Linked DNA regions of Mus musculus: region 1 is linked to region 2. Evidence: chromatin contacts called from public HiChIP or PLAC-seq data. All regions are on one chromosome and are shown on one strand. Each heading gives the region's core, a stretch centred on a gene start, on an enhancer-like site or on the middle of the called end of the contact. The rest is flanking DNA. Distances are from core to core; before and after follow the strand shown. Region 1 holds the start of Tekt5 (tektin 5). Region 2 holds the start of Usp7 (ubiquitin specific peptidase 7).

Region 1 (6,711 bases), core at 2,029-4,528, 1.7 Mb before region 2:
AGCCTACTGCTTTTCTTACCCCACCCCATGGAAAGGACATATTGGAATATGTAACACAGCAGTCCACCCCATGTGGCTAATAAATGCCATTTCTCTACATTCTGGCTGCTCATCTGCACTCCTTATAGGGAACTGAGAAGAAAATCACCATTAAGCCTCAAACGTTGAATGTCCCTGAAAGCCTATGATGAAGGCTTGGTCCCAAGGGTGACACTGCTAAAGATGGTAGAGCCTAAGGAAAGGTATTTAGTGATGGGGGAGGGGCTGTAGTTGAAGAAGAAGGTTACAGCTCCTGCCTCCTCTTTCCTCTCTTTGATTCTCTGCTCATGGTATAGTACTATTCCTCTACCGCATTCTGGCCATGATGTGTGGCCTTCTCAGGGCACAGTTTGTCAGGAACCCAAAGCAGGGGCTACTTAATTACAGACTGTAAGTGACAGAATTATGAGCCAAAATGAACCTTTTGCTGATCCATTAACAGCCTCAGGTATTTTGGAAACGAACTGATACACCTGTGAACCAGAGCCACAGAAAGCCAGGTTTCTCTTTCCCATTCCCAGAGAGGGTAAGGACCGACACAGCAGTACTCTTCCCAGTCAGCACTGTGTTGTTGTTACTCTCAGTGATTAAGGGTGGAGGGAGTTTCTCAGTGCAACAAAATTGTCATAGAATAGGATGAAACACATCCCAGAGAGGTAAGGCTCTCATTCTAGATGTTTGATATTGTACACGGTGCTGGAGGTTTAATTATAAAGAAAAACAAGTGTGGTGTCAGCTTCCTGGAGCTCAAAGTCTTCCCTCTATATTTTAAAATTCAAGCACAATGAAGTATAATTTATGAACAATTTACTTAAAAATTTAAAATTACACACACATTGTGATTGTTTGTATATGCTTGGCCCAGGGAGTGGCACTATTAGAAGGTGTGGCCCTGTTGGAGTAGGTGTGTCACTGTGGGTGTGGGCTTTAAAGACCCTCATCCTAGCTGCCTAGAAGCGAGTACTCTGCTAGCAGCCTTCAGATGAAGATGGAGAACTCTCAGCTCTGCCTGAACCTTGCCTGCCTGGATGCTGCCATGTTTCCACCTTGATGATAATGGACTGAACCTCTGAACCTGTAAGAGAGCCCCAATTAAATGTTTTCCTTATAAGAGTTGTCTTGGTCATGGTGTCTGTTCACAGCAGTAAAACCCTAACTAAAGCATATATGCATATATATATATATAATTTGTGTGTGTGTGTGTGTGTGTGTTGTGTGTGTGTAGGGGGTGCATACATGTGCCACAAAACTTGTGCAGACATCAGAGAACAGCTGGCAGAAGTTATTTCCCTCTTTCTGTCACATGGGTCCTGGGAACTGAACTTGGGTCATCGAGTTTAGTGGCAAGTGTCTATCCATTGAGCCATCTCATTGGCCCTGATTCATTCAGTTTTACTAAAGTGTTCTATGGGGGTTGACAAATATGAATAGCTGGTCAATCTCCTCTACAATCAAAGATACAGAGTATCATAGTTTGGGTTTCCATTGCGGTGAAGAGACACCACGACCAAGGCAACTCCTGGGACAACATTTAATGGGGGCTGGCTTAGAGCTTCAGAGGTCCAGTTCATTGTCGTCATGGTAGGAAACATGTCAGTGTGCAGGCCGACCTCGTGCTGGAAAAGGAGAATCTTGATCTGAAGGCGACCAGGAGAGACTGTCTCCTCCTCACGGGGCAGAGCTTGATCTGAAGGCAACCAGGAGAGACTGTCTCCTTCTCTGGGCAGAGCTTGAGCACTAGGAGCCCTCAAAACCCACTCCCACACTGACACACTTCCTCCACCAAGGCCACACCTATCCTAACAAAGACACATCTGCTAATAGTGTCACTCCCTGTGGGCCACACCTGAGTCTCTGGGGACCAAGCCTACTCAAGCCAGCACACAGAGCACTTCAGTTACCCATTCCATTTCCAGCTTCTCCCCTCCTCCCATTTGTTGTTCCAGGAAGACTGATGAGGAGGCCAGTTTTGCATTCTCAAAACTGCAGGTTGTAAAACTTTCTTGTCTTTGTGGCCCCATTTTACCTGCCTAGAGTGTTGTGGTTCTCCATTGCAACCACTCCACATTTAGGCTTCGTGATCTAACTGCTCATGCTCGATCCAGTCCGACCACACTCTTCCTGCTGGCGTGAACACTACTGCTGAGCACAACTCTGTGCAATGTATGGGCCATTTTAAAATATTTGATGTTTTGACTCAGTCACATGTAGCCTATGATATCCCCAAACTCATGAGCCTTGGGATATAGTTGATAGAATGCTTGCCTAGCATTGCGGAAGCCCTGGGCTTCAAACTTCAGCACAAACAGTGCAGCCAGCGGCAGAGGCCTGTAATCTCATCATTTAGGAGAGTCGAGAAGGAGAATCAGAAGTTCAAGGCTCTTCTCAGCCACATATCAAGTCTGAGGTCAGCTTGGGTACCTGGAGCCGTGTCTCAAAGCAAAACAAAACAAAAACACAGATAGCTGAGGATGGTCTTCTAGTCCCCACCTTCCTGACTCCATCCTGACTCCTGCAGGCATGATCGAACCTTCTGGATATTATCTTGGGAATAAAGAAACAAAGACAGCTAATGTTGGCCCAGCTGATCCCACAGGGTGAGAGGTGTGGACCATATTAGATTTGCTTCGATACCCAGACTGATCAAGCTCTGGAAAGGCAGATTTTGTTGTTCCAGAATGACAGACATCTGCCGTTTCTTTCGACCCCAAACCAGTGGGATTGAAAAATTCCACTCAAAAAAAAAAAAAAAAAAAAGCCACTGGGAGTGGTGGTGCAAGCCTTCAATCCCAGTACTCAGAAGGTGGAGCCAGAGGATTTCTGAGAATTTGAGGCCAGCCTGATCTACAAAGCAAGCTCCATCCAGGACTATGCAGAGAAACCCTGTCTCCAAAAGAAGCCTTCTTTTCTTTTGATTTTGTGTATTTGTGTTTATCTGTGTGCATGGGCTCCTGTGGAGGAATTAGATCTCCTTGAGCCAGAATTACAGGCGGTTGTGATGTGGTTGCTAGGAACTTAGCTCCTTCGGTTGGGCACTATATGCTCCTAGCCACCAAAACCATCTCTTCAGGCCCTAAACACACTTCTCTTTGTTGACTGCATTTTATTTAGATCATAGGGGCTTCAACCACCTGGAGAACCAGGACCTGGCACAAAGACCCTAACCCATGCTTTATGACACCAGCACTAAGTCACAGAGGCCCCGCGGCTCCTAGCTCTTGGGATGCCCTGGCCCCTTGGGTAAAGTTTTCCCCGGTGGGGCTGATGGGGAAAGATGGAATTTCTTGGAACCACTCAGACAGCGAGTTTCTGTGGCCCCAAGAAAGGCTGTGGCTTGCAGGCGCTGCCCCCTGCTGGGCAGGAACCTGTGGTACAGGAGTGCTACCAACCCTTTCACCTGCCCGGATACCGCTACCTGAACGCGTGGAGACCCAGCGTCTTCCACAAGATCGCCACCTCCCAGACAATCCCCGAGGAATGCTCAGGCATCCGGCGGCCGCCCACCATCCTGCCCTCGCTCCGCTCCGCGCTCTTCTGTCGCTACACCCCAAGGGACTGGGACCGCTCCAATGATCTGCAGATCAGGAATGCAGAGGCCTCGCGGCTCTGGGCCAGCCGGCTGACAGGCGACTCGCTGCGGATCATGCAGGATAAGGACCAGCTGATACACCAGATGCAGGAGGGAACCTCCCGGAACTTGGGCCAGAGGCTATCCGACCTCGGTTTCTGGAAGTCCGAGTTGTGCTATGAGCTGGACAGGCTTCTGACGGAGAACAGCAGCATGGACACCCTCAAGAGGCGCTTGGAGTGCGCTGCTGAGGAGGTGAACTGTCCCTTGCAGGTGAGTGGGGGAAGGGAGACACCACTGCACCTGCTGTTACTGAGTCAAGGTGGCAGGCATCTTGCAGATGGGTTGAATTGCGTTGTCGTTCACGGTCAGATTTTTAAGGTGAAAAAGAGTGGAGAAATAGCTCAGGGCTAAGAGCAGTTGTTCTTGCAGAGGACCTGGGTTCGGGTTCCTAGCACCCACATGGCAGCAGCTGACACTAATTTCACTCTAATTTCACGGGTTCGGAAACAATCTTCTAGCCTCCTAGGGCACTGCATGCTTGTATATATATATATATATATATATATATATATATATATATATATATATATGCTTATATAGACATGGAAGCAAGCAAAATACTCATACACACATAACAAAAATAAATAAATTAAATAATAATTACAATCTCAGTCAACTCAGAATAGCCTCAATCAGATGCGAGTTTTCAGATTGGATCAATTTCCTCCTTAGGTGTGCTGGTCAGGGTTCTCTAAAACAAATACAGACCACAGGGGGATTTACTGGATTGGTCTACACAATTCATACTGAGTAGTGACACATGGCCGTCTGAAGGGGCTGAGAACCCTGTAGCTGCTCAGTGCAATTGTCTGGGTGCCTCAGCGTCCCAGTGTGGTGGTGGAGGCCCAGGGGGGCGGGTCCTAAAGAGTTGCAGGCCTTCAGTCCATGTTGGCAGGCTGATTTCTGAAGGGGAGGAGCAGCTGCAATAGGGTAGGTGGTCTCACTGGAAAGGAATGAAGGCAGGCAGGCAAAAGCTGCACTGGTTTTCTCAAAAACCCTTTTCATGTGTAGCTGCTGCCCACTGTGGGTGTGGGGGAAGGTTCCCCTTCTTAGGGAGTTTTCCCATACACCTTCCCAGAGCCTCTCAGTTGACCTCAGAGCCAATCAAGTTGACAGCTAATAACAGTCATCACATAAGGGTTCCATCAAGATACTGTGTACCTGCTTATGCAAGTGTGTACACACATGCTGTGGTCATTAGGACATTGGAGATAACATCTTCTAACAGATACCACAATTGACTTTGTGGGTCTATTTGTGTACAACACATGGAGACGAGAGGTGGACTTCATGTGTCTTCTTCAATTACTCTCCAGCTTATTCTCTGAGGCAGAGTCTCTCACTAAACTAGTAGCTCACTTACTGTCCTCTGGGTATCCTTATCTTTGTCTTCCCAGAACTGAGATTATAGTATGTGCTTCTGGGCCTGGCTGATTGGAACTCAGCTCCTCTGGCTTGCATAGCAACCTCGTGACTACGCTGTCTCCCCAGTCTCTATGGTTGAGTCTTCTATGTACACTGGGATTAGGCTCCACTGGGACAAAGAACCTGTCTTCTAACTGACATGTTCAAGAGTGGTCCCTGCCTGCTGTTTGCCCTGATGTCTGTTTGCATCCTTATTGACCTATGTACTGATTGCTGTCTAGCCAATGCTTTTGGACACACACCCAGTCTAAAGTGGAGTGTGGTACCCAGCACTCAAATATGTATGTGCACTTGCACATACACATTGTGGTGGTTTGAATGTGCTTGGCCCAGGGAGTGGCACTATTAGGAGGTGTGGCCTTGTTGGAGAAAGCGTGTCACTGTGGAGGTGGGCTTTGAGACGCTCCTCCTAGCTACCTGGAAGACAGTCTGCTCCTGGCTTTTTTTTTTTTTTTTTAATGAAGATGTAGAACTCTTAGTACCATGTCTGCCTGGATGCTGCCATACTGTTAATGGACTGACCTCTGAAACTGTAAGCCAGCCCCAATTAAATGTTTTCCTTTATAAAAGTAGCCGTAGTCATGTCTCTTCATAGCAATGGAAACTCTAAGACACACGCCTATGTAAGGTCCTTGGTTGTCTTAGTTAGTCAATGTTCTGTTGCTGTGGAGAGACATTGTGATGAAGGGACTCTTACTTGGGGCTTGCTTACAGTTAGAGTGTGAGTCCATGATCGTCATGGGGGAAGCAGACAGGTCTAGCACTGCAGCAGGAGCTTTTTACATCCGGATCTGCAGGCAGCAGAGAGGGAGTCAGCCGGTGTAGGTTTTTGAAACCTCAAAGCCCACCTCCACCCCGCAGTGACATACTTCCTCCAACACGGACACACTTCCTCACCCTAAACCGCCACAGCAGTCCTCTTGTACCTCCTCCTCCATGCCTCGTCCACCTCCGTCAGGCTCCCTTCTCTCCCTGATGGCCCTCCCCATTCGGCTTTGCTATCAAACATAGCATTACCCCCATCCCTAAGATTTCCTCTTGACCTCTCATGGCCCCCTTTTACATCTTAGCTCGTCTCAGCACATAGAAATACAGATCACACACACGCACGCATGCACACATGCACGCATGCATGCGCGCACACACACAGCTGCAGATCTACCATAGAACAGAGAACATCTGTTTGTCTCTGAGTCTCACTTATCTCACTTAGCATGATCTCCAGTTCCATTTACCTTCCTACAAGTGTCAGAATTGCGCTTTTCTTTAGGCTGAATAAATCCCACCATGGGATATTCCACATTTTCTTTATCTAGATTGGTTCCATTTCTTAGCTGCTGTGAATAGTACAGCTATAAACACAGAGCTGCAGGTATTTCTATGGAATGATAACTTAGTTCTTCAAGTACATACTAAGTGTGATAGCGGGCCACATGTTAGGTCCATGTTCAGGTTTTATTTTTTTGGTGTGTGTGTGTGTGTGTGTGTGTGTGTGTGCATGTAAGTGCATATGTGTGTGTATGCACACGCATGCATGTATATATGTGTATGTGTGTGTATATATGTGCATGCATGCATGTGTATATATGTGCGTGTATATACATGTGCACATGTGT
Region 2 (6,766 bases), core at 1,680-4,179:
CATGCACACATGTACACATAATAAAATAGATATTTAAAGTATACAGTGAAGTCACTTCTGCTGTAGACTAGCCTATGACCCTGATCTTGTTTGAGAGTGTTTTCATTACACTCCAAGGCTATCCTCTGCTGTCTATTGTCTCTGTCTTTCCTTGAAAACTTTACAGAGAGACAGCATTCAATCCCCAAGCCCCAACATGCCAGTCTCTAGCTGCCAAGGTTCAATCTATTTTTCTCTTTTTCTTGAAATTGCTTTGCCTGCTAAGGACCTTGATGGAGGTGGAAGTATTTGTAGCCTTTGGGCTGTTTTCTTAAAGTATGATTCATCCCTTTTATAAGTAACACATAGTGGGATCTTACTCTTTGTTTGTTTTTTTTTCGAGACAGGGTTTCTCTGTGTAGCCCTGGCTGTCCTGGAACTCACTCTGTAGACCAGACCAGCAGACTCTGCCTGCTTCTGCCTCCTGAGTGCTGGGATTAAAGGCTTGCGCCACCACGCCTGGCGGGATCTTACTCTTTTTCACTGCTATGTAGTATTTCACTATGTGTATATTCAAGTTAAATAGCTCTAGTCAGAGACTCCTAAATCTAAAATGTTCTGAAATCTGAAACTTTTGAATACCAATATGATGCTGGAAATGGAACTTGATTGTGTGTGTGCTCATGAATTGGCACCCCACCATATGTGCGATGGCACGTGAGCATGAGTGGAAGTCAGAGGACTATTGAATCAGTTCTCTTCTACCATGTGGGGCTCAAGGATCTCACTGGTCAGGCGTGGTGGCAACAGCCTTTACCTGCTGAGCCTTTTGCTGGCCCCAAGTAGAGTGGAAAATTTTATACCTGACCTTGTACGGGGTTGCAGTCAAATACAAAATTCTGTATAAGATTATGTATAAGGTATCTCAGAAATATATGGATTTTACCTTGATTTGGGTTCTGTTATCAAAGATACCTCCTTTTATGTACAGTCAAAAATTCCCCAGACTGAGATGTGAAACACTTCTGGTTCCAGGCACATTAGATAAAAGATACAGAACCATCTCTCCTTTATCCACTTTGGGTTTTTTCCCCCTTTAAGTAAAAAAAAAAAAATTACATGTACATATATTTATTTGAGTGTGTGCGCTTTTGCAGCATGCACAGTGGAAACCAGAGGCCAACTTGCTGGAATTCAGGTCATAGGACTTGGTGACAGCACCTTTGCCCACTCTGCCATTTTGCTGGCCTCTGTTTAGGTTTTGAACTTCAGCAAGGGAAGTTGGGTTGACTGGTGTCCTAAGGCAAGATAGCAAATTGTTGCATTTTTTTTTTCCTGGACTAGCTGGTTATTTTCCTTGCAAGTCATGAAGTGCTAGAAAAGGCTCTTTTTTTATTATTACTAATTAATTTTTTGTGAAAGCAAGTTGTTCAATAGTATTTGCAGTACGACTATCCCAACCCCCTGCACCCAACTCTGGGTGACCTTGGGAAGGAGGAAGGGGCAGGTTTCTGGTGAATCAGGTGCCTTTGGGACCTGGTAGGAGGAAGTTCCTTGATGGGAAGCGTTCAGGCCAAGATGTTCTTGTTTTGTTGTTGATTTGTTTGAGTCCTGGTTGGCTTGGCCATGCCTCCAATTCGAAGAGATCCTACTGCCTCAGCCTCTGCCTCCGCCTCCCAAATTCTGGGATTAAAAAGGCATGTGCTACCCCCCCCCCCCCAAGTCAGTTGGCGCTTAGGCCTTAAATCAATCAGATTTTCCCTCTTCAAATTTCTTGTATTGAAAAGTTCGCTTTTAAAAAAATTTGACTCCTAAAACTTAGAAAGGTAGACGCAGGAGGATCAGGTGTCCATCAAGCACCATGAAAAGTTCCAGGCCAGCTTGGACTACCCGAGAGACTCTTTCCCAGTGGACGATCGTGGCCAACCTGATCTCCTAGAGAGGAAATAAATGAATGCTGGGATAGGTGAGAGCCGAAGGACTACACTTTGCCTTATTGGATCTAGGGTGCAAAAGAGTTAAGTTTCCCACGTATTTGCCCGGGTGAGAATCCCGGGGCCGGTTACGGGCCGTAAAACGGCGCCGCGCCTTGGGCTCCTTGTCCAGCCCAGTTCCCGCGAGCACCCCTACCCTCAGCCGGAGCCCCGCGGCCCTGGGCTGCGCTCCGCTGCCTCACAGAGGAGACCCCGGCGCCCCGCTCCAGCAGGGCTGGCGGGCGGGCGGCCGGCGCGCGGGGTGGGTGCTCCTCGGTGGCGGCGGGCGGGCCGCTCCCTGCTCCGCCTCCCGCTCCGCCTCCCGCTCCGCCCGCCGCCCGCCCTCGTCTCGTTCGCTCCGCTCTCGCCCCCCATGCGGATGTGACATTTCACGCCGCCGCCATTTTGAGAGCGAGCTGAGCCGAGCCGAGCCGCCGGGCGCCGCGTCCGCTGCCGGAGCCCCGACGACGACGCCGAGGAGGCGGAGGCCTCAGCGCCCCGAGCGCGGCCAGCCGGTCACCCGCCCGCGCAGCCTCAGCGGTCGCCGCCGCAGCCCACACCCGGGCCCGCAGGCTCGCCGCGGCCCGCCCGGCCTCCAGCCTTCCGCGCCCGGTCCGAGGCGGGGCTGACTACGCGGCCCCCGCCCGGCCGCCCTCCGCCCCCGGCCGGCCCGCGGCCCCGCAGCCCCGGCCCCGGCGGCGGGAGGCGGGCCCTGCGGCGGCGGCGGCGGCGGCGGCAGCGGCGGCCGCAGCGAGCGAGGAGGCCGCCCGGCTCGGCCCGCCGCCGCCCGCCCGCCTCGGCGCCGAGATTGGGCGAATCGCGAGCAAGTACGTGCGCGTCTCCCTGCCGCCGCCGCCGCCGCCGCCGCCCGCCGCGGGCCGCCCCGGGGCCGCCGCCGCCGACGACGCGCGGGTAGGAAGAGGAGGAGGCCGCCCCGCCGCCGCCGCCGCCGCCGCCTCTGCTAGCAGCCGCCCGCCCGCCGGGCCCGCAGCCCGGGCCTCCGGCCGCAGGCGAGGCCCAGGCCGCGGCCGACATGAACCACCAACAGCAGCAGCAGCAGCAGCAGAAAGCGGGCGAGCAGCAGCTGAGCGAGCCCGAGGACATGGAGATGGAAGGTGAGGCCCGCAGCGGGGCCGGCGCTTTCATTGTGGTCCGGGCGGCCGCGGGAGCCACGCGAGGGCCTCGCCATCTTTAACCAGGCCGGGCTGCCGCTCGGCCCCGCTCGGCCCGGCGCTTTTGCCGGGCCGGGGCTGCACAGTCATGCGGCCCGGCGGGGGGTGGCCCCGGACCCCCGAGTTCACGCATTGTGCAGCGCACGGGCTGCTGGGCACAAAGCGCCGGAGTCGTAAATTAGGATCGAGGTGTGTTGGCTCCGGGTACCCAGGTTGGGAGGCGGGCCCCGGGGACCGTCCTCTTTCCGGGGTGTGTGGCTCTGGCCAGGCTGGTTGGGCCTGCTCCCCGGCCCCTGAGCTCTTGGGGTGGGTATGGGAGCGGGTGCGCAGGTTCCCCTGCACCTGCTTCTGAACGCGCCCCCGGAGAGCCTCCCCCCAATAACTTCCGAGCGCTCTGCCGGGCGTCGCGCTTAATTGCGGAGACACCTGCAAGGCGCGCAGCTGCCCTCAGCCTTTGGACTTGCTGGGAAAGTACTCAGGTTCGCCTAGTTTATAAGTTACCTGGGCTTGTGGAGGAGTTTGGGTACCTGGCTGTAGGTGGTGCCGTCCACGTCCGGCTAAAAAGTGTGCTTGAAACTATGGAGTTCCGCCGCACATGGCTGGCCTACTGCAGAAGCAGATTAAGTTCTGGAGGTAACTATGTTTTCTACCGGAGCCGCAGGAATTTATCTTGGTACTGGATTTTATACTGTTTGTAGAGCTTCGCTATCAAGGTTTGCTGTGAAAGCGCAGTGGAGGGACTCTGGCTTCGGGATCTCATGCTGGGTTGGTCATTTTCTTTTCTTTTGACTTGGTACTTTAAGTGAAGGCAGTATGCGCGGTTACCTGCCCTAAAGGGGTCAGACAGGCAGGAATCCCAGTGAGGGGCAATGAATGGACCGTTCAGCAAGTGATAGTGGCTTTCATAAATGAATGAAGGTTCCTAGGAAGTTGGGGTAAAACTGTATTTGTTGTGTATGATGTAGCATGCTCTAGGCTAGGAATACTGACTCTTGACCCCCCCTGTGAATAACTTGATGGTGATCAGTGGGAATCAAACAATTGTCTGACCATGCAGCAGAGGGAAAAAGGCCCTAGGGGGCCGGGGGAAGGGGGAAGCTGAAGTTCATGCCAAGGACTAGGCTGTTTCTCTTGGCCTCAGCAAATCAGTAATTTCAGAGTGTCTGGCAAGTGCGATTAAACCAAATAGCTGATGGAACTCACCTTTGGGAGATTAGTGTACTCCTTTTATGCTATAATTTCATGCACGTCTAAAGTGGAGAGTTGCTCGGAACGTGAACATCCGTTTTCCTTTCAAGTCTTCCTCACTGCTCCTCTAGGGCTTTGTGAGAATAAGATTGGACAGCGCTGGGGGGGGGCATATTTCTGATACAGACTGTATCTGGAAAAATGTCTATGTCCAAAGTTTTGACGAGATTAGGGTGGTGGAAGATCTTCACAGGTTTTTTTACCCATGATATCCTGGGCTTCATGCTTGCTTCCCAGAGTTTTCTCGTGAAACTTTCATTTTCTATCAAAGTTAGTATTTGAGTTTTAGTGTTTAATGGGTGTTGTGGCTTTCAGTTTTCTATTCTTGCGCTAATTCTGTAGAAAATGCAGTCTTTCAGGGCTGTGGCCATGTGAGCTAGTATAGTGCTTTGGTGTGGGAGTGCACGTTAGACAGTCTTATTTTAGCTTTGCACTCCGCAAATAGGGTACTGTGCTGTTGTCAATTAGGATCAGGAAGGGTTGATAACTTCTTCCAAAGTCCAGAATAGCCGAATTTAGAGTTAACAACTTCGGTAGGTCTCACAAGCCGGGCTGCAAATGGGATCTAGACCGGAGCTAATGGCTAGCACCATTATTTACTTGGGTTTGGTAGAGCCAGCAGCTGGAGGGGGTCAGAGCTATGACCAGCTTGGGAAGGAAGGCTTTGTGAGGCGTATCCTGTCTGCCTTCCCTCTAGGGCAGGGTGGTTTCGATGGAGAGGGAAGCTGGGAGACTGGTTCTGTTGGTTGTAATTTCCCCTCCTATCGGTAGTCAGGGCTAGTATGCTAGTATGCGGTCCTGCCTCACTCTGTCAGAGTTACATTTGTTCTTGAGTGACCACACAGTGCTCATACATCCACTAGAGAATTGGTTATTTTAAGTTCTTAGGAGTGCTGAGGAAAATTAGGAAGGGAAAAATATGGGGAGAGAGAAAATGAGGGTCTGTTTACTGGTGGTGTAACCACAGCCTGCTGTCTGTAAGGCCGGGAAAGCAACTTGTCTTGCTTCTTGCTGGGAGGTAGAGGCAGAGTATATCTGACTGGGGGTGAATTTATTTGGCAGTTCATTTATTGTCTAGCTTCACTGGCCCATTATCTGAAGAGGTGGCTTACATATAGGTGGCTTACATATCTGTAGGTTCTATTAAAGACACACAAGCTTTGCTGTGTGCTTTGCTTGTGGCTCACAGTAATCTCCCTAACAGGAGAATGTGCTGTTCTCTGGGTGACACTTCTGCACTCGAGCACTGTTTCTTTCAGAATGTAGTATTTGAGAGCTGAGTAAGTGGACAGACTTGCTGTCAGGAGCAAATGTGTGACCACTGCAGCTTAGGTAGGCTTTGGTTTGTGGAAGAAATATTTTTTTTTGTTTTACTTATTTTTATTTTATACGCATTGGTGTTTTGCCTGTATGTATGTCTGTGTGAGAGTTCCAGATCCCTTGGAACTGGACAGTTGTGAGCCATCCATGTAGGTGCTGGGAATTGAACCCAGCTCTTCCAGAAGAGCAGCCAGCATTCTTATCCTTCTGAGCCATTTCTCCAGTCCCAGTGGAAGAATTCTTGCTGTGAGCATCACCTCAGAGAGCCCAGTGGAATCAGCCCTGGCCCAGAAATGTGTCCCTTTGATGCCAAACAATCGGGTCTGCTTGCTGCAGAGTTGCTCTTTTCAGCCCGTGATGCTCCCAGTCTGTCTTCTCAGCCTTTCTGCCCACAGTCCAGGGATAAGAACACCGATAGGGGAGAAAGTGCACCCTTACCCTTACTTCTGTTTTTCCTGTGGAACTAGGAAACTAGGCAGGTCATTAGGTTAGTTCACAGTTGGGTAGTCCTATGGCAGAAGAGGCTAGAGGTTTACTGAGAATTTGTGTTTAGTTGCTGTGTGACCTCTGCCTGTTTAAGCCATTGATGCCTCAGTTTCTACATCCTATGAAAAAGAGGTCATGCAAATCGGCCAAGGCTGTGCTGAAATCAGTGCCACCAGGCTTGTCAAGGACAGGCACAAGATAGAGCCATCGATGTGCGCTAAGTGTGGGCTGACTTGGAGCTGAGGTGAGGAAACAAGGCACGCAGAAAAGCCTGCTTGTAATTATACATTGGCAGAATGAGAGTAGGAGGTAACAGCATCAGTTTAGGTGTAGTTACTCCTGCACCCTCACTGGGTCAGTCATAGTCTTTATGTAGTGTTGGGGACCAACCCCAGGTTTTCCTGCAAGCCACACAGTTTGACTGAGTTACACCCCCAGATTTCCCTATACCTGTTTTTGAGCCAGGTTTTCTGCAGCTGAGACTGGTCTCGAGTAAGCTTCTGCTCTTTCTGCCTCTACCTCCCAAGTGCTTGGACTCTCGATTAATGACCAACTAATCCCGGTATTGATGTCCTGTAATAGGGATAT

What was found. HiChIP or PLAC-seq counts read pairs in DNA pulled down with a chosen protein or histone mark.
Region 1: a contact with region 2 is called in an H3K4me3 HiChIP or PLAC-seq map of embryonic forebrain, with 8 times the contacts expected there. The contact joins the promoter of Tekt5 here to the promoter of Usp7 in region 2. A contact is called at or near these places in 2 of 39 promoter capture datasets (frontonasal cranial neural crest and pre-B cells) and 3 of 115 datasets of contacts at active chromatin or transcription factors (astrocytes, embryonic forebrain and large pre-B cells).

What each region holds. Positions count from the first base shown.
Region 1 is chr16:10,392,022-10,398,732 of GRCm38.p6, reverse strand. Tekt5 (tektin 5) reads left to right here and starts at 3,278. Exons shown (of 7, transcript NM_001291001.2): 1 at 3,278-3,880. The coding sequence starts at 3,314.
Region 2 is chr16:8,734,505-8,741,270 of GRCm38.p6, reverse strand. It overlaps Usp7 (ubiquitin specific peptidase 7), which reads left to right and starts at 2,929. Exons shown (of 31, transcript NM_001003918.2): 1 at 2,929-3,067. The coding sequence starts at 2,986.